2 separate regions of the Mus musculus genome follow, and region 2 is linked to region 1. A link is a contact called in public Hi-C data. All regions are on one chromosome and are shown on one strand. Each heading gives the region's core, a stretch centred on a gene start, on an enhancer-like site or on the middle of the called end of the contact. The rest is flanking DNA. Distances are from core to core; before and after follow the strand shown. Region 1 overlaps Dgki (diacylglycerol kinase, iota). Region 2 overlaps Dgki (diacylglycerol kinase, iota).

Region 1 (7,600 bases), core at 2,395-4,894:
GGCAAATAGAAGACATGACAAGAGCCAGTCAGAGGCTACCAGGGTTTCCTCCTGAATTAGGCTACCCTGCTAGTACGTCACTAGATCTTCAGGCACCATAACCCAGGAACAGCAAGTCACAGCAATGGATGCATGTTACAAACACAGGCTGAAGCTCTGCAGAAAGCTACACTGGAACCCACAATCTGTTTAACATGCCATTCAGAAGAGCGTGATGCATGGCAAAGATCCATGGGTCTCAGCAGAGCAAAATAGATCCGTCTCAGCACCAGACACTTTATCTACACAGACTTTTCAAGTTTTCTGCTCAAATGGATTCTATAAATCAAAGAATTGATAAAGGAAAAATTGGCCTCCCGTGGAGCTGTCACAGAAATGTATCTTTATGCATCTGATGTGCTACAGCAATGGATGCAGATCTCAGGCTGGCTTTGTCAACTTGCTAGCTGAGCTAAACAAACTCTCAACATCTGCTCGCTGTCTGTGTTTATGAGAACTATGCTTAATGCTCCAGAATTGTATTTGACACATGATATCTGGATCTAAAGAAACTTAAGGTCCTTAATATACTTTTATAAAATGTGTTATGCTACCAACACCTCATAGGTTTTTGTACTAAAAAACTTTCATATACATATATATACATACACATATACCAAGAAATCTGAAATGATTTGAAATGTTTATTGGTAGCTGTGGAACTAATAAAGACATTAGGCAAAGATAACCATCTTCTCAGAGAATGAAGTGATGAAGTGGCTCAGACAGCCTGGGCACTTTCTGCATCTTAATACTATTTTCTGTAAATAACATCCAAGTGAGAGAATATAGGCATAGTTGCCCATAGTTGCCCTAGCATTTTAAAATCATACGTATACACAATGTGCTGCACACACACACACACACACACACACACTAAATACTTGTGAAAATTTTGAGCTACTTTGGCAGGTCCACATGTACATGCATTTCCCAAAGGAGGGGAAACTCTTCTTTCTGTAGATTATCAGAGTAATCAGAGATTCCTGAAAGGCTAAAATAATCCAAAGTTCAAAAGTCAACAATCCAAAATTTAGATAGGAAGAAATTCAACACAGTAAGAATCTCTACATCAGTAGAAACATCCGAAAATATCCAAAGTCTCAGAGGCAGGAAGTGTGGTTTCAAAATGACAGGTGATTCTGTCCAAGGCCGTGGCTATTTCCTTAGTGGGAAATCGAGCCCGTTTCTGTTCTATGCATCAATGGCAGTTTTGCTCGTTTCAATCGTCATCCCTCCAAAATGTTTCTGATTGGAGCCTTAAATTCTATATATTATCATTAATTTTTTAGTTGTATCTATTTATTTTATATGTATGGGTGTTTTGCCTGCATGTATACCTGTGCACCATACCCATACCTGGTACCAATAAAGACCAGAAGAGGGCATCAGATCCCTTGAAGTTGAAGTTATAATCAGTCGTGAGCTGGTATGTGTGTGCTGGGAACTGAATCTTTACCTATTAAGCCATCTCTCCAGTCTCCTTTATTGTCATTTTTTTAAAGGGAGGAAAGATCTACATTGAACAACATATATTTCTAATAACTGAAGTTGAATAGTAATGACAATATAAAATGAATTTTAAAAATTAATTTAACCAAAAAGAAAATGTATCTTATATCTTATATCTTGGGTATCCTAGGTTTTTGGCTAATATCCACTTATCAGTGAGTACATATTGTGTGAGTTCCTTTGTGAATGTGTTACCTCACTAAGGATGATGCCCTCCAGGTCCATCCATTTGGCTAGGAATTTCATAAATTCATTCTTTTTAATAGCTGAGTAGTACTCCATTGTTAGATACAATTTCCTAAACACATGAAACTCAAGAAAAATGAAGACTGAAGTGTGGACACTATGCCCCTCCTTAGAAGTGGGAACAAAACACCCTTGGAAGGAGTTACAGAGACAAAGTTTGGAGCTGAGATGAAAGGATGGACCATGTAGAGATTGCCATATCCAGGGATCCACCCCATAATCAGCATCCAAACGCTGACACCATTGCATACACTAGCAAGATTTTATCGAAAGGACCCAGATGTAGCTGTCTCTTGTGAGACTATGCCCTGGCCTAGCAAACACAGAAGTGGATGCTCACAGTCAGCTAATGGATGGATCACAGGGCTCCCAATGGAGGAGCTAGAGAAAGTACCCAAGGAGCTAAAGGGATCTGCAACCCTATAGGTGGAACAACATTATGAACTAACCAGTACCCCGGAGCTCTTGACTCTAGCTGCATATGTATCAAAAGATGGCCTAGTTGGCCATCACTGGAAAGAGAGGCCCATTGGACAGGCAAACTTTATATGCCCCAGTACAGGGGAACGCCAGGGCCAAAAAGGGGGAGTGGGTGGGTAGGGGAGTGGGGGTGGGTGGCTATGGGGGACTTTTGGTATAGCATTGGAAATGTAAATGAGCTAAATACCTAATAAAAAATGGAAAAGGAAAAAAAAAAGAAAGGAAAGATTCAGCTATGATCCAGCTTCACTTAAGCAGCAAGGCCAGAGAAGTAGAACCCTGATCTCCAGAACACTAGCTTTGACAGTCAGGACAATCCCAGCTCCGTTAACTACCAGCTCAGAGCATCTGGGGAGAGATCTTATCTAGCTTGTGCCTTAAATGCCTTGTTTGTATAATAGCACTTGTAGAATTTATCCTGAAGTATTAATGTTGGCAGTTCCATGGTGCTATGTTCTTGTAAATATCTGAGGCTAGTAATGTTGAGAAACAATACATAAAATTATGTCCTCTAAGGCATGTGAAAAGCTCATGGGACGCTGACTATCTTGTCCACTAGACGCTATGCATGGTGCTGCCCTGGCCCACTGGTGCCTCAGTGTGGCTGAACTCAGATGAGGAAGGATCAAGGAAAAACAGAAACTGTCTCTGAGTAGACATGAAAAAAGAGGAGCATTAAACAAAGGCTGGAATCATCCAGTTTACCTGCCTGTGCCTCCCAAGTGCTGGGATTAAAGGCACGCACCACCACTGCCTGATGGGCATTAGCCTCCAAGGCAAATATCACCTATCACTGATGGCAATGTTTTTCAGAACACTGTCTACTGTGCCTCTCGCCTATCACTCACAACTCTGCTTCCTGGATACTCCTTTTCACAGAAATCAACATCTCTTGTGCTAAGCTGGTTGGCTAGTTGTTACATAGCTATGGTATGCTTACTGCGGTGATTGTTCTTTTTATATTTATCTAATTAAATCTGGTAAAGTACAAGACACGTAATTAAAGACTACAATGAGTGAAGTTTGGCAAACCATCTCCAAGAAGGTGACCATTAACCAGCCTGATAATCTCATTTCTGTCTGCACCTACTTTGGAAATCCCTGTGTTATCCAATAACCAAGTTTTGGTTTATTTTCCCAAAGGAAGGTCGTTTTAATTAAGGTTTTAACTTATTTCCTGGCTACTGCTGCAAAGCCACAAATACAGAGGAAACAACTTTTATTTAAATCTGCTGCCAAAAGAATCAGAGTAAGCAGAAGACATGAATTATGAGTGAAACAAAATGCTTAGCACAAATCTCATCAAGCCTTTCCCTTCCAAGTATGAAACGCATGGCTCCAATCTCTGGTCTGAGGCAGCAGATTTCAAACGGCTCTGGCACAGACGGATGACTGAGCCAAGCCAACAGATGCCATCCTAGACCATATGGTCTAGTTACACTAAGCTAAGTGACAGGATGTCAAGTAGAACTATTGAGTCTTCTCCCCTCCATTCCTCCCATCGTCTCTTTGTCCTCCACTTACACACATACAGCTTCTGCACTGACTTATGAATGATGGGAAAGAACAGCTATCATGAAAATATCCAGATTGTTGAAGACTTTCAGGCACTAGTAATTTCTCTTCATTCACTCTCTTTATCAGCGAGGCTTTTTTTCTGATTATTATTTCCCTTTTAAATTTCCACAAACCAGGCTCTATACTTACACACATAATACATACATGCATATGTATATATATATGAAGTTTATATATATGCATACACACATGTGCACGCACACACATATACACACATATATGTATATATGTGTGTGTATATAATATATATATGATACATACATATATACACACACACACACACACATACACACACACACACACACACACACTTTGGGAATTCTTGTGTGTCCAATATACCAACTTTCAATTTATTTTCCAAAAGGAAAGTAATTTTAATTATGGTTTTAACATATACATGTGTATGTATATGTGAGTGAGTGAGTGTGTGTGTGTGTGTGTGTGTGTGTGTGTGTGTGTGTGTGTCTGTGGGTGGTGTATCCTTTGATGACTATAGATGAAATAAAATGGAGGCTGTGCAGGCTTATTATTAGTTCATGCAATGAATATTTTATAACAAGAAAATGATCTCTCAGCAATACGTATTAGTACAAATATTCACAATTTGAATCTTTTAAGCCTCACAAAACCTACCCAGAGGTACTTCTCTGTTCAAAGATTTTATTTGGAAACATAGGTAAATCTCACGGAATAGGTTGGTTTGTAAGTCTTACACCAAGTGTTTCAGGACCATCACTTTGTTGCTAGGAAGGCTGCATAATTTCACCCTCACCTGTCTCTACTGACATTCACTCTTTCTGAAACTCAACTTATACCCATAATCTACCCAGAAATCAGGTATCATGGTTTGAGGAACTGAAATATGTAAAGGATTATTTATCCTTTCTTTTAATAATTTAAGTAAGCTACTTAGATGTCCGCACTTACCAGGTGACAGAACCCATAGACCTCTTTTACCAGTGAGTGTGTAAATCTTGTGTGATAATTTTTAGCTTCTTGGGAGCTTAGAGATATTTGGGGTTCTGAAGAAAAGTCTTGAAATGTCACATCTGAAAGCAAACTTCCTAGACGGCATAAGCAAAAGTTGGAATAGAGAAACATCTAGAGTGATCTGACGGGAATGAAGACCTCCCTTCTATTAGCACTCAAAGCGTGGCCACAGATGCAGCTGCTATTAACAGGCAACTAAATGTTCCTTGCTTCTTGCCAGAGAAATCACTCCTGCTAACTCAGATCCTTCTCTTTCAAATTCTGCAGCCATGCTCTCTGCCCACTTCTTACTCCATGGAGCCTGCTGCTTGAGAGTCCCACAGAAAATAGGATGGTCAATGGGCTCGCAAAGGAAACAGTCCCAGAGGCAAGGCACTTCCCATCATCACTGAAGGAAAGTTTTATCAATCGCTGTATGTTCTGTATGAGTACTGTACTTGTATTAGGCTTAGGGTCCATACTTGTATTAGGCTTAAGGCCAATCATAGCAAGGTTTAACATGTGATCTGGCTCTATGTGCAACTTGATGTTTCTCATAATATTTTTCAGAAAACAAACAAGCCAACTGTCTACCACTTAAATGTTTATCAAGGGGGTGGAAATATATGACTGAAAGGAAAGAAGGAGCTATAAATTCATTTATTCACAAGACATAACAGCAATGATACACTAATATGAAAAGTAGACAAAATAGAGTATAATATGCAAAGTGAGTATAAAAGGAAAGTAAATTCATGTCATTCTAACAATGAACTTACATGTATATAGGATGTATCTATCTTACATTTAACTCTATATAGAGACAGGGAAAAGTGGAGACACATCATACTAGCAAAGCACCAAGGACTATTTAAGCTCAAAGCTCAAGGAGCTAAAAGCCAAGTCCAATTCTTCTTCTTCTTCTTCTTCTTCTTCTTCTTCTTCTTCTTCTTCTTCTTCTTCTTCTTCTTCTTATTATTATTATTATTATTATTATTATTATTAAAGTTCTTTAATAGTCTCCATTTAATTGGTTGATTTGCTGTTAATAAACTGGCAACACAGGAGGAGCCAACGCTAAGCTCTCAGCCAGGCTCCTGTACTGGAGAGCAAAGGTCCCTCACTTCTGGGGAACCTCCGGGATGAATACAGTGGCCGATGTGCAAAGAACCAGAGGAACTAAAGGAAGACAAGGGATGTCAGGAAGGAGGAGAGATGGACAGACCTAGGGGAAAGCAGCATTCTCCAATACCCAAACCTGCCCAGGGCTCGGGAGCCTTTCTGCTTGTGCCCTGAGGCCAGAGAATTTTGTCTCACAGGGGTCTGCATCTTCCTCTCCATCATGGGACTGATAGGAGAAGCTCAGATAGAGATAGCTTCTCGTGTTCCCTTTCTCTGGCAGGCTAACAGAGGCAAGATTATAAACCTTTGTAGACTGCACAACACAGACGGCTCACTTAGGAAAGCCCAGGGAACTATCAAATGAGCCTCAACGGTATCAAAAACAAATATATATTGGAGAGGTAAATAAAATAAAATAAAATACAGTAAAGTAAAGTAAAATAAAATAAAATAAAAATTCGGGAAGCATGTTGCCAAAGAGGAATTGACAACTTAAGCCATGGTCCTGAAATGCTCTTTACTGGATGTTCTTAGTAAATGATGACCTCATGGGAATCCAAGAGGGAAATCCTTCTCTTCTACTCTGACAACATAATCAGAACACACACGAGGGACAGTGATGCCAGAAGAGGAATAACACTGAATAAGCCACGATCCTGATTTAACACAACCTGCATGAGCAACCCCATCGAGGACAATGTATTTCCATCCTGTAACTTCTTCTCTGTGACCTCACCAAGTAACTGGCAAACAGGAATCATGGAGTCAAAGTTATCCTCCAATGCAATACGGACAATGACTCAGATTAGAGGAGAAAGAAAGGTCAGTAAATTCTCTTACAGGGGTTTAGGTTTTAGTTTAGGCAGAATTCAATTCCATAGAAATGCATGTGTGTTCATGTGTTTCTGAAATCCATCTAGTATTAATTATATGTAATTAATACAGTTCTCTGAACAACTACTTGGCAAGCATATGCAAAAGCTGCTCTTAATTTATATTCAATTATGCATAACTAATGCACACGGCATTCCTGTTACACACTCCAGTAGGTTATGCAATTAGGCGATATGCACCTAGCATTTAACTATACCTGGAATGTGAGTGGCATTCTTCTTTCACAGAAACTGAACAGCAGTTGTTTGAGCTGGGAGTCAGTGATTCACTTCCTAAGGTTCAGTCCATGATCACACTTCTCTTAATGTGTCTCTTACTCATCCTCACTTCTTATCTATCTTTATTCTCCATCGTCTATACACCTATTCCTTTTATCTTTTAAAAGATATTTTAATTTTACATGTTTTGATTTATCCAACAATGTAACCAGCTGCCATATGATATTTTCATGCAAATTTTATTCAGATGGAGTCTCTGGTTGCTCTCCCCCTCATCTCCCTCTTCCCCACAGTACCCTTTGGCTCTTGTTCCTTCGTTCCTCCTTGTTCTATTATTCCCCACTCTCTTTCTGAGAACTTTTCTTTAGTTTCCTGACCTTTACCCATGTGTACTCCTGCCTAGACATGCCCACTTAACAATTAGAAGCTAAGATCTAGATATGAGGAAGAACACACATTACTTGTATCTCTGAGAAATATACATGCACACACAGACACACACATATAAATGAGCAATACACATGTATTGATATTGAGAGATA
Region 2 (7,600 bases), core at 2,593-5,092, 110 kb after region 1:
TAAATAGGAAAAAAGACCACTTTATGCATGCTTTATTATATAATCAAATGGGGACTCATAAATCTGCATGTTTATCTAGAATGATACTTTAAAATTTAGGGGAATTTAAGGTCATTTAGATGGGGTAATAGAACAGAGTACCAGAGAGAATATAAAACTCAGAATCAGACTAAATTCCAATGCAGCTCATACAGGCTACAGAACCTTGATTAAGCTGCATAACTTTACAGAGACTAATTTATTTGATTTTCAAAATGAGATAATGAGACCTACTTCACAGGGCCGTGTACAGCTTAAACCACAACGCATCTAAAGACTGAACACTGGTCTATGGCCGATACAGGCCCTCGTTGCATGACCACCCTCCACAGCATCATTTTGGAAACTCGTAGTTTTCCTAATTGTCCCTAAAAATCTCTTTTATGATTCACTATGGAGACAAGACTGTGCATGGACTTAATGTCTCAGATAAATCTAAACAGAAAGTACATACTAGGATCACAAGCCCCGCTTAATCTGTGTTCTAGAAGAAAAAAATCCTTTGAATTTAGCCATATTACAATACAAACAAACAGCTCCTAACCTCAGCATAGCAAAAAAGAAACCTACATGTCTTTAGGATGTCACACAGACCCACGTTCCATACATAGGTCTCCCTAATAATTTTCAACTATGGCTTACATGGTGGAAGTACAGATGACACATGTCAAGAAGAGATTATGTTAAAGGTTATGACTTCAGTTCCGGTTGCATATTAACCCATTCTACCCCAAATTTGGGGCGGAGGGGGGGGGAAATCCTACTATAAGCCACTTAAAATTCTTCTCCTATTCTCTGACAGATGAGCCTTATCCTTTAAGTGTTCCATTCCAGAGCTCAGCAAAACAGTGACATGTTTTAGTCTATACTTGTATGAGTGTCATGGGGTTTTCTTTTAACAACATGCTAGCACTGCATTTAATGAGCACCACCAACTACATGCACAACAGAGCAGAACGGCTGAAATAACGAGATTAATGAGCTGGGCTATGCTGGATAAGACAAAATGGCTGCCCTCAGAGTTCACGCTGGCAGAGGATGGTACACTGATTACAATCTCTATGCTATCCCCGAGCAACATCACATTATTGAACTTCAAAAATGTCAAGACGAAGCCATTACTATATGCCAACATAAAAAGACTCCGTAAGATAGTTTAATTTTAGTTTCCACTTTGTAAGGGAGTTGAATGATAGAGCGGCATTAGCATCGCATCATTTATACATGAGAACTGCCGTTCATAACGAGGTAAGACTAACACCAGTTAGTGAGGCCAGCATTTTTAGTGCCGCAGAGGAATAAGTTTTCATAAGGAGGTGAGGATCGCAAGGCCTACCAGCACAAGCTCACAGTTCCAAACTTCTCAGGAGGCTGAGGGAGGAGGATGGTGAGTGAGGCCAACCTAGGCAATTTGTGAAGCCCTATCTCAGGACAAAACAAAATAAAGAGGTGAGTGGGGTGTAGCTCAATGGGAAATCTCCTGCTGGCATGCCCCAAGACCTCCCTAAGTTCCGTTTCTAAAACCGAAAAACTACTAACTCAATAATACCAAACCTGGTACTGGGAATGGCCTGACTATCTTAGAGGCAGCAATATGTGATTTTTGACATCTCTGGATGTAGAGAAAGCTCCAAAATTCACTACATGTGACACACTACAAACACAGATCTTCCTAAGTGTTAAGAAGCCATTCCTGGACCATCCTTAGATTGTGACCTGGATTTCTTTAGCTCTTTTTGCTCACACCGTGCCAGTCAAGTGGTCCAGGTGATAAGTCGGCTCTCGTGGCTGTGCCAAACACTGTTTCCTTGCTACTAAAAGCACAGCTAAGCACAATGAAAGCTGAAAGAACTGGGAAACTGTAGGAAGCTTGTGGAGGGTCATAGAAAGGTCACAAGCATCCAGAATGATAAACACAGATGCAGACAGCACTAAGAGAAACCAGAGCTGCAGACATGCAATAGAACTCAGAATCTAATTCAACAATGCATCCAGAGAAGAATATTGGATGCTTCCCCCCCCAAACTTCTCTGAGTCGCCCGTCCTCACTCTTTTTATTTTTCTAGATTTAAATGAGAGATTGTTCTTATTTTAATTTGCCTATATCTCTCTTTCCTTGGGAAGATATTTATATTAGTTCACCCTTACAACATCTGATCTTACTGTAAACACAGCAGTAATAGAAGAGAGAGCTGAGAAAGACATCTTCTTGTCCATCAACAAAACACAGGGCATTAAAGGTGAGGTAAAGAAAACCTTGGGGCAGTGGAGGAATCCAGTCTGCTGTCTGTCTAGTAATGAGGGATGAAAGCAGCCCCCTGCTGGCTAGAGGCTGTACTGGTACCAGTGTTCTCTAGGCAGGGGGAAAGAAGGTTGGAACAGAGTACAGATGCCCACTGCCTGAGGCCCGGCCCCGGGACTGTAACTTGGTATGTCTGGAAGAAACTGAGAGAGCCTCTGTCTGGTAAACAGTTAGGCCAATCTCCCACAAACCCAGGGATGTGTTTCTAGCATGGAAGCTTTCACCACCCACAGCAGACACAATTCTAGTCTGATAAGTCTTAAAATACTCTGTGAGGAAACGAAACAGAGATCGAAAGCGAACATCAAACAACCGCCTCTGAACATGAGCCTACAAAGAAAAACTCTAAGTCACTTGAAAGCTCACACTGAAAGAGATGGAAAAGCAAGAGGATTAGCCACCAAGAAAGGAGTCCTGCGACTGCCTGTGATGGGTTTGGCAGCTGCCAATCAAATCTTCTCAGGCTTAGCTGCTGTCTTGCTTTCTAAAAGAGTGGTTCCCAAGGGATGGGCTTCATCTGCACTCAGCTCTACACAGAGCCTTGGGGACTTTGAGGATCTTGTACCCTCATCTTCAAGGACAAAGTACACTTCTTCAGACTTTCACACGAAGATGTCTTTACACACAAACTGGATGCGCATTTGTGTACTATGTACGTGGACGTATCTGCTTGTGCCTGTGCATGCATATGACAGCATAAGGCAGCACCGTAGCGGGGCAGAGAGCACAGGATCCAGAAGGAGACGCTGGCATTGGAACCAAGCTCCCATGGGTACTGGAGTGAGTGGACCAGTCACTAAGCACACCCCTTCCTCTTCTGTAAAGTGGAGAGTAACGGTGACTGCATGCCAGTGTCATTTTCTCTACTGGACGTGCAGACCTTGCTTTGCACATGCCTGACAACTAAGAAATGCAAACTACCATACCCTTGCCTGTCTTCACACCGGGAAGTCTGTCTTTTGTAAACCATAGATAAAACCAGGAGTCAACTTTCCTGCAACTGAAACAGGCCATCCAAAAGAGATGGGCACAAATGTGCTGCCATAGCAGGAAAATTGGGGGATCACGGGTAACGTCCTACGTGCTTGTCCTTATAAAAGCAAAACAAAAGTATGCAAAGGATCTTCAGGCCTCAAAGCTGGGGGAGTGGGGAGGGCTCGACCTCCCAGGTTGTTATCAGAAGCCTGCTCTTTTCACGATCCCAGATTTCAGATTACAGGCTCTCAAATAGGTTCTCTGTTTTATCCGGCTTTAATGTTCCCCCAAATTATCTGTGCCAGCCCACTAGTCCCATTCCAATTATTTCCTCCCACTGGTGAAGAACATTATCCAGACTGAACCAACACATTCCCAGCTTCCCCGCTCTGCCCTTCAGGACCATCAGGACTGGCAGCTTGAGAACTGAGTCCTCCTGCGTTGCCTCTTGCCTGAGCAGGCACGATGCAGCAGCAGCAGCTGGCCAATGCTGCCACCACCTGCCTGCTCTCAGCTCGAGCTGTCACAGAAGGACACCGAGTGATATTTGCCTTCCACGGTGCACTGACAATGGACAGGGCTGAGGAGTGTGGATGACAGTGAACTGACATTTTCCTCTGACAGAACAGGCAGAAAAGAACGAAGCCCACCTTGGTGGAGAATGGTACGTACATCCCTCCACTCTCACAGAAAAGCAAGGCACAACAGTGGACAGGTACAGCCATCCCTAGCCCTCTGTGTCTAGAGGTTCCTTATCAATGACTTAAGTCATTGCTTGGACTGAAGTTTCCAAGCAAACATTCATGTCTACACTGCAGGTGCACGTTTCCTTCTGGTCACGTTTCCCTAAAAACGAAGCTATTTCCATAGCATAAGGGGGCCAAGTCTAAAGATGGTGTGTGGTATATACAAGAATGCATGTAGGTCCCCACAGAAATGTTACATCATTTTATATCAAGGACTGTGCATCAGACAAGTTGGTATCTATAAGGACTCTTGAAACAAGTCACGCACAGATGCCAAGGAAGAAGTAAACTACCATTTCCTTTTAGTGCTTTATATCCTTAACTTTTAACCTATGATTTAATTTTAATTGTATAACTTACCACACTATCTGAAGAAATATGATTATCACTAAGCAAGAAAAAAATAAAGACAAAATAAAGTATAGATATTTGGATATCTATCCACTCCCTTCTACTGATAAATGCATGCAGAAGTCATAGCATGTGCTTTCTCGTAGAAGGGAAAATACGGGGGTGGGGGACAGAAATCAAGGGAGGACAGGGTTTCACATGATCAACTAGGCCCTACCATGGTCCTGTCTAATTTGTCTTTTTTCTATAATTTCTGACCTGCAGTCCTACCCGTTCAGAATTAGGGGCCATCTACTACTCTTAATCTAGGAAAGCCAAATGAACAGGAAGTGTGAAATGAAGGGCAAATGTCAATCTAATTGAAGATTTTTAACAAGACACTAGAATCGCTAACAGTGAGCTGGATGGTCTCGCCTAGTTTCTCTGAGTCAAGACCCAGATGGGCAGAGGTCACAGGCTATTGCACAAGGAGCCATAGTAGGGGTGCGTGCAGCAGAAGTGGCCGAGTCCACTTGCTCTTCCACGTATGAGCAGAGTAAGCAGCACTAGATGTCTGGCAGTATGGTATAACCAAGAAAAAAGACACATAGGTATAATTTTGCCAAAGAGTGATAATTTCTAATAAGTCTTTTATTGTGAGCATGAATGTTTCAGGACGCTCACGTGTTAATCTGGGTTTTATTTCAGCACAGGGATCAAAGAGGGAATCACACCACCCAACACCTGTACCTATGTGCCTCTGACCTGGGCAAGTCAGGTGCAAAGAGACCACATCTGTGCGACCTAGAGACAAAGCCACTGGCCACTGAATGGCAGATCCAAACTGGATGGCTGCATACCTACTGTATCAGTCAGACTGCAAAGGCACTGTAAATAGCATGTGTCCTGGCTAGTTTTGTGTCAACTTGACACAGCTGGGATTATCACAGAGAAAGGAGCTTCAGTTGAGGAAATGCCTCCATGAGATACAACTGAAAGGCATTTTCTCAATTAGTGATCACGGGGGAAGGGCCCCTTGTGGGTGGGACCATCTCTGGGCTGGTAGTCTTGGTTCTATAAGAGAGAAGGCTGCGCAAGCCAGGGGAAGCAAGCCAGTAAAGAACATCCCTCCATGGCCTCTGCATCAGCTCCTGCTCCCTGACCTGCTTGAGTTCCATTCCTGACTTCCTTGGTGATGAACAGCAGAATGGAAGTGTAAGCCGAATAAACCCTTTCCTCCCCAACTTGCTTCTTGGTCATGATGTTTGTGAAGAATAAAAACCCTGACTAAGATAGCATGTAAAATGGTTCACAGTAAGTTACATCTTGCATGCTGTGGTGTTTTCTATAAAATGTAAAGGAAATATGAAACAAAATTTGCCTACTACTTTTCAATGTTGTTCTTAAAAATGCCTTCTAGAAAAAGTCAAACTACAAATGTGGTTTAACCATAATGCCCATGGACAGCAGTGGTCTGAACTACTACACCACCGACTTTGAGGAACCTTAGATATCACAATAGTTGTCTTTACAGATTTAATAATGCCACAGAAACAGTAGAAAAGCCACATTTTTCCATATCCACTTCCAAATGCGTTTTGGAACTGGATATGGAATTGTATATTTTATTAATATAAAAACAAAATAACTGATATTGAAGCCTAAAACCTTTTCTCCAAAATAATACATTTCTACATATTACAGAATATGTTGCATACTTCACATGGTTAATATGTGAGCAGCTGCCACCAAAAATATTCCCTCTGTGATTCCTCCTTGAGTGGTGTCACCGCTCGGGCAGAATACTGACAGTATCCAGTGATGTGTTCACTAACCGAAGGCTCCATACCTCGTGTCAAACGTGTGTCCAGCATGTTGGAGAATTACACTCCTTTTACTTAAAGCTTGCAGTTTGCCCCACACAGAGTCACTAGGCTGTCTCTCTGTGTTAATTCTGCCTCCATGCAATAATAAGTCTCACATTCCAGAGGTTTCAGAGAGGGCTCCACAATTAAGAACGCTGGCTGCTCTTCTGGAGTCCCTGGGCTCCACTCTTAGCACCCACATGGTGGCTCACAACTGTTGCAGGGGATCCCGTGCTGTCCTCTGGCTTCTTTCACCACCAGGCCTGCACATTGAATACAGGCAAAATACTCATGCATGTATGAAAATCTGAAATCTCCACATTCCGAACCAGCAATCACATGGGATAAACATTCCAGAAACCTCCTCTGCCTACACAGACGCCTCACTTTAACATGGAGGAATGAAGTAAAATCAAGTTGATTTAAGGTGGCTAGTTAAAAGCTTTTATTCCTGCTGACAGAACATCAGATGCTAACAAGGAAAAGAATGACGAACCTATGAAGTGCTCCAACACCAAGCACATTGCTCTCACTGTAGACACAACTATCGCCCCGAGCACAAGAAACTCACGTACAGCCGGGTGGTGGTGGCACACGCCTTTAATCCCAGCACTTGGGAGGCAGAGGCAGGTGGATTTCTGAGTTCAAGGCCAGCCTGGTCTACAAAGTGAGTTCCAGGACAGCCTGGGCTATTCAGAGAAATCCTGTCTCGGAAAAACAAACAAACAAACAAACAAAAAAAACAAAACCCAAAACAAAACAAAACAAAACAAAAAGAAACTCATGTATTTGTAAACTCCATGGAACAACATGACAAGTGAAGTCAGGAACACAGATCAAGTGCCTAAGAAGAAAAGGAACAGTCTTGTGTAGTAGTGATTAACGGTGGTGTGCATGATGAGAAGACAGAAGAAAGGACCAGACTGGACACAGCAGAGGAAGCAGGTCAGCTGTGTATCAGAGGGGCAGGCGACAGACAACAGCACCAAGAAGCTCACCGACACTGAATGCTGGGATTGAATCTGATAAATTAAAATCAGCAGTTCCTCACAGCATGACTGGGTTCCACTCACCACCCTGGGTTGGTTGGTTTGGTTTGGTTTGGTTTGGTTTGGTTTGGTTTCCCCCATTTAAATTGCTTTTTTGAAGACACCATTGTTTCTTGGTCACAAATGGTTGTTAATTGTGCAGTCTCTTCTTAAAATTCAGCTTCCTCCTGTGTCTTGAAGCCTGTTTTCTGTTTATTTTCCTGACAGATCAACCTTTCACCTTTCTATTCTTCTATTATTTTTCAATTTTCTTTGGGATTTTATCTCAAGCTCCATAATTGTCTCACATGGGAC

The links. A called contact is a pair of places that touch in the nucleus more often than the background predicts.
Region 2: a Hi-C map of cerebellum shows a contact between it and region 1, with 3 times the contacts expected there. The contact joins two enhancer-like sites. A contact is called at or near these places in 7 of 39 promoter capture datasets (embryonic stem cells, frontonasal cranial neural crest, hippocampal neurons and 4 more), 22 of 484 Hi-C or Micro-C datasets (the G1E-ER4 cell line, the N1E-115 cell line, adipose-derived mesenchymal stem cells and 11 more) and 1 of 9 other capture datasets (embryonic stem cells).

Annotation. Positions count from the first base shown.
Region 1 is chr6:36,923,012-36,930,611 of GRCm38.p6, forward strand. The region is part of intron 24 of Dgki (diacylglycerol kinase, iota); the gene reads right to left. Among named protein-coding and RNA genes, the nearest start is that of Gm52857, 23 kb to the left of the region's middle. Within about 2 kb of position 3,645, at least 16 of the 459 cell types and tissues checked have an H3K27ac peak or open chromatin away from gene starts, as enhancers often do. A contact at or near this core is called in cerebellum, where this site is marked.
Region 2 is chr6:37,034,864-37,042,463 of GRCm38.p6, forward strand. The region is part of intron 12 of Dgki (diacylglycerol kinase, iota); the gene reads right to left. Among named protein-coding and RNA genes, the nearest start is that of Gm52857, 140 kb to the left of the region's middle. Within about 2 kb of position 3,843, at least 30 of the 459 cell types and tissues checked have an H3K27ac peak or open chromatin away from gene starts, as enhancers often do. A contact at or near this core is called in cerebellum, where this site is marked.